Regions from separate parts of the Capra hircus genome. Here region 1 is linked to region 2. A link is a contact called in public Hi-C data. All regions are on one chromosome and are shown on one strand. Each heading gives the region's core, a stretch centred on a gene start, on an enhancer-like site or on the middle of the called end of the contact. The rest is flanking DNA. Distances are from core to core; before and after follow the strand shown.

Region 1 (2,700 bases), core at 133-2,632, 110 kb after region 2:
TCAATTTGTGGAGACCTCTGCTGAGAGCACCTGTCCATATCTCACTCTTATAAAGCACAGGGAGGAACATTTGAGTGAGGAGACAGATTGACATTCTCTGCCAACATCACCCCCAGCACAGCTCATCTATCAACATAAGAACCCTCGGGGGCTTCAAGCTCACTTACACGGAGCGGCTTCTTAGAGGCTCAAAGACCCAACAGATAGCCTCATCAACTCAACGGACATGGATCTGAGCAAATTCCAGGAGATAGTGAAGGACAAGGAAGCCTGGCATGCTGCAGTCCATGGGTCACAAGAAGGTGGACACGACTTTAGTGATCAAACAAATAACTCAAAGACCCAATAACCTCAAAGAGGCCAAGCAGAGCACAAACCCAGCTCTAGTGATGGAGGCACAGGGTGCTGGCTTTGTTAATTAACAGAAGCTCATTTCACATGCGAGGCTAATACAGACGAACCCTGGTACAGAGAAAGAAGGCCTCTGGACAGGGCCCTGATTTGTACACGGTGCAGCCCGTCACAGCAGCTGTGTGCACAGACGCTGTTTAAAGGAAATTCTCCAGTGGACTCAGAGGGATGGAGTGGAACAACGGGGATGACTGAAAATGAGGTGAAGGGCAGCTAGAAGAAAAGGACCCCTGGTCTCTGTGTTTTAAAATCCTGTTAGGAGCATGTGTATGTATGTGTGTGTGCACATGTGAGTTTGGTGGCGGGTGTGTATGTGTGTGTGTGTGTGGGATATCTGCCAAGGTGTAAAACACCCAATATAATTAACATTAAATGGAAATTAGTCAAGTTACTCAGTGTCACAGGGCCTGTCCACCATGGGAGCGTGTTAATTTGGAAGACGTACATGCAGAAAAATAGTCACCCCATTGTTCTGGCTCCAAAAGCTATCTTAATAATACACTCTTTGAGTCACAAAACTGCCTTCCTTCCACCTTGCAGACATTCCACCAGCAATGGCACCACTGGCAGAATGACATCCTTCTGTACCACGTCCCAGGAAGATTCCCAGACAATGTGAGTGACATGAAAAAGAAGCACCTTTAAGGGGGAGCAATGGTGTCTGTGGTCCCCATTTCTCAGGAGCACAGGCACAGAACCGCGAGGAACCTGGTGTCCTTGGGCCACACGAGCTGTATCCAGGGCAGGTTGGGGTTTGGATGCCCAAGACCCCAGATCTGCATTTTCCTCAGGAAGCTCAAGGGCCTCTGCCTACAGACAGAGTGTGCAGCTCTCTGCCGCCAGCCAGTCTGCCCTCTGGGCCTCTCCCTCCACACCTACATGCCGCTGGTCCTAGAGAGGTCCCAGGGACACCTGGCTGTCCCCAGAACCGGCCACGCTCCCTAGGACTCGGCAGGAATGCCCATCTCGGCCTGAGTTCCTGGGGTAACCTGGACCTGGCCTTCACCACTGAGCACAGGCACCCCCTTCTCTGGTGGGCGTCCCTGTCCCCTGCAGGCAGCTCTGGACTCTCCTTCGGGTCCTGCCATGTCCAGCACGCTCGGCCATGAAGAGCACGCCCAGGCTGTGTACTGATTACAACATAAATACCCGTCTACCGCCGCCCTGCCCCTGTCGTGACAAGGACTATTGTCTTGTCCTTTCATCTGTCTCAGCGCTTAGCACTGTTTCAATGGACAACAGGCCCTTTAAACATGCTCGAAACACGGATGGTGGGTGAAAAAATACAAATGAACAGACAGACGGACGGCGGGACGGAGGGAGGGAGACGTGGATGTTTGGGGCTGCCAGCTCTTGAAGCCATCTGTGCCTTCCATCCAATCTGGGGTGGCACCTGGATTTTAACCTCATTACACAAAAGACACAACACAGTTTTAAAACAGGAGGAGAAAATCATATGGTTACTTTTTACTGGGCAGACGAAGACAGTGGCTACAGAGCAAACTGAACGAGTGTCCTACGTGTGAGGGCGGCCTCCCCACTCCTGGTGGGGCCGTCCCTGGGCATCAGTGGGCTCGACGGGGCCGACGTTTGCACACCCCCCGGGCTGCACATTTTTGAGCACTAGCTCATCTTTTAGGAATCTTCCTCAAATAACTTTACATGCTGCCGCCTCACACACAGAGGCACACTGCAGCTTTCTTCCTGCTGGGCTCAGTGGCAGGAGGGTGAACTCGCTGTCACCGTCTTAGGCTCTAGTGTCCCTGCGCACCAGTTTTTGCTGTTTTTCCTCTCCTTTCTCACTCTTGGTACATGGCTTTAGTCACTCTTAATAGAAATAAAAAATATGTCCTTGGGATGGAAGAAGGGAGGCATGATTTGGATCCCAAAGGTAAAGGTTATCAGTAGGATGATCAAAATCTGTAGCTTTAAGCTTCCAGAAGGGGCAGGGGCAGAAACAAGGAGCTTGGGCTTAAATTCTTGCCGGTTATTAAGTGGTGCAATGCTGCTCTCTTCTGGGGATGGGCAGAATTACAACCTGCTGGAATTTTTCTTGTTTTTTTTTTCCGAACTAGGGGCAGTACTAAAGAAGGTTCAAATACCATACAGTCGTGCTCATTTCACATACTAATAAGGTTATACTCAAAATCCTTCAAGCTAGGCTTCAGCAGTTGGTGAATGGAGAGCTTCCAGATGCACAAACTGGGTTTAGAAAAGGCAGAGGAATCAGAGATCAAGTTGCCAACATTCGCTGGGTCAAAGGGAAAGCAAGGGAATTCCAGAAAAACA
Region 2 (2,780 bases), core at 18-2,517:
GCCTTTTCTAAAACCAGCTTGAACATCTGGAAGTTCACAGTTCACGTATTGCTGAAGCCTGGCTTGGAGAATTTTGAGCACTACTTTACTAGCGTGTGAATGAGTGCAATTGTGCGGTAGTTTGAGTATTCTTTGGCATTGCCTTTCTTTGGGATTGGAATGAAAACTAACCTTTTCCAGTTCTGTGGTAATCATCTAACCGAGGGCAATAAGTTGAATAGAAGGAAAGCAAGTCAGGGATGAGAAGATGGCTACAACGCAGCATTAGTATCTAAAACGCATAAAGAACATCAATAATCCTTAGAAAAAGGCAAGTATGTGTGTGTTTGTATACCTAGATAGGGATAAACATGCAAAAATAAATGTATGCTCATACATACATGTAAACCGAATGTCAACCGTCACCTCTGAGTAAAGGCAATGGTGATTTTTGTTAGTTTTCTCCCCTCCTGTAATCACTGCGTATATCACTTTTATTGCCTGAACAACAAACTTTAATGGACTGAGAGAGCGTGAAGGGCAATAGAGCGTATGTTAGAAGTCCTTAGCTCTCCAAACTTTCCTTCTGTCCTCCCCTCCGAGTTGTTCTAGGAGGTTCTCATTATAGAACCTTCACAAGCACTTCCCAACTAAGTGAAGTCGCTCACTCGTGTCTGACTCTTTGCGACCCCATGGACTGTAGCCTTCCAGGCTCCTCTGTCCATGGGATTTTCCAGGCAATATACTGGAGTGGAAGGCCATTTCCTTCTCCAGGGGATCTTCCCAACCCAGGGACTGACCAGGTCTCTCACACTGCAGACAGACACTTTACCATCTGAGCCACCAGGGAAGTCCTTCCCAACAAAACTAGACTAAAAGAACAAGTACCCACAGCTCAATGATGTCAGGGTCCCTGTAACAGAACCCTCTGACATCCCTAGAAGTTTAATTTAATAATGCTACTGACTTACTATTCTTCCCCTCCATGAAAAGATTCCGGAGGACTCAGAGTTTCAGAAAGGAAAGTGAGAACTAACAAGAGTATCTTTTCCACCTTGTGCCCCGTCCAGGCTCAGGGTGAGCACTAATGCGCTGCTTCCCTACAGCCAAGGCGACAAGCACACAAAGAGCCCACCGTTAAGAGGAGCTGCCCAGACATTCAGGAGAACAGTCCCCCGCCACACACACCATCTGGCTGCAAGTCTGCGGCGCGCCCTTGCTCTGCTCTGGGGTGTCCCAACCAGGACGAACCGGTGCGGACGACAGCCAAGGAAGCGAGGCTGCAGCTGCTAAGGAGCCACTAGAGGGAGCCAGGAGGTGGCCTGGAAACGCACAGGACTTCCCAGAGAGGGAGAAAGCTTCTGAGCCAAGGTGTGGCGAACACCCAGCTCTTCTCTTGGAATGGGATCCGGGACGTTCTAAGGAATCTAGGCAGGAATTAGCTTTTTTATTTAATAGAGGGGGCAGATCACCTCTCTTCCAAAAATCACAGAAGAAAAGGATCACACACGCCAAACTCAAACCCTGTAGCATTCTAAGAAAGATAAATGAAAGCTTTTTCACATATGATAACAAAGATTTTTTAAAACAATCACATTTGTTTGTGATGGCTGTCACTGCGTATTTCCGTAAGCTACAGAGAAGACTGGTAATATGATAAGCTCACCCTGGAGAGGAAACTCTTGAATTATTTATCTCTGACTCAGTGGGGCTGTCTGGGACTTAGCTTAGGGAATGAATCAGAAATATGAATAAATGTTTACTTGGATCCAAACTGGCAGCCTTAGAGGAAATGATCACATAAAGCAGAGTACATTTAAATGTAACATGTAGCCATTTAAAATACCCTTCAAATAAGTGTTTCAGTGGTATGAGAAAATGCTTTACTAGAGGAGAATACTCAAATTACGTTAGTAAGGGAAAAACGCAAGCTAGATTGCCCATGCATTTACGGCACAATTCCATTTTGGTAACCTATGCCCACACACACACCATTGATGCTAAAGAAAAAGAAAAAGGAAGACTGCATACTGAAACGAATAGGTTTTAGCACTGGTTGATAGTACTACAGGAAAATTTCACTTTCTATTTTATATTTTTCTTTCCAAAACTTATCTAATGTTATATAGCACTGACAGGCTTATTCAAAGGAAATTTCACTTACCACTTTATGCTTTTCAATAGTTACAAAATTTTTCTATTATTAAATACAGTAGAAGATGGTCTGAGAAATTTCACCTTCTGCTTCACACATTTTAAATTTTTCTAGAATCATGTATTCATAATCTGAGAAACAATACTGTCTTCTTAATTTTCAAATAAAACTCATGTAATAATGTGAAAAGTTAAAAAAAAAAAAGGAAGATTCAATTACGTAATGAAGAAATCTAAAGAAAAAAGACTGGAAAGGAAAGCTGTCCAAGAATGATAGTGTCTCTCGGTAGACATACATGGTATCTGAATGACTGTGGAGGGTGAGGCAGGAGGTCACTAGTGGTTTGCTTCTTTATACCCTCCTAAACCTCCCAAAACTTAATAATAAGCAGGTGTCAGTTTGATGATCATTCTAAAAAGTGCCCAGCTGGCCAGACAAATCCTCTCCCTGCCAGGTCCCAGAGCTGAGGAGTCCCATGTCCAGACGCCAGAGGCGGGGGCAGCAGGCAAAGGCTGCATCTCAGAGGCAGGGGCAGCAGGCAAAGGCTGCATCTCTGTTTCCTTTATTACCAAAAATATATAAAGAAACAAGGACTTCCCCCACAGACCCAAGAAGGTGGGGCCTTCCTCTGCTTTGAAGGACTCAA

What was found. Hi-C and Micro-C count contacts between places; a contact is called where the count stands out from the background.
Region 1: a contact with region 2 is called in a Hi-C map of blood, with 2.5 times the contacts expected there. The contact joins two enhancer-like sites.

Annotation. Positions count from the first base shown.
Region 1 is chr22:53,766,574-53,769,273 of ARS1.2, forward strand. All of the region lies in intron 15 of LARS2 (probable leucine--tRNA ligase, mitochondrial), which reads right to left. Among named protein-coding and RNA genes, the nearest start is that of LIMD1, 58 kb to the left of the region's middle. Within about 2 kb of position 1,383, at least 1 of the 5 cell types and tissues checked has an H3K27ac peak or open chromatin away from gene starts, as enhancers often do.
Region 2 is chr22:53,656,609-53,659,388 of ARS1.2, forward strand. All of the region lies in intron 2 of LIMD1 (LIM domain-containing protein 1), which reads right to left. Among named protein-coding and RNA genes, the nearest start is that of TRNAR-ACG, 25 kb to the left of the region's middle. Within about 2 kb of position 1,268, at least 3 of the 5 cell types and tissues checked have an H3K27ac peak or open chromatin away from gene starts, as enhancers often do.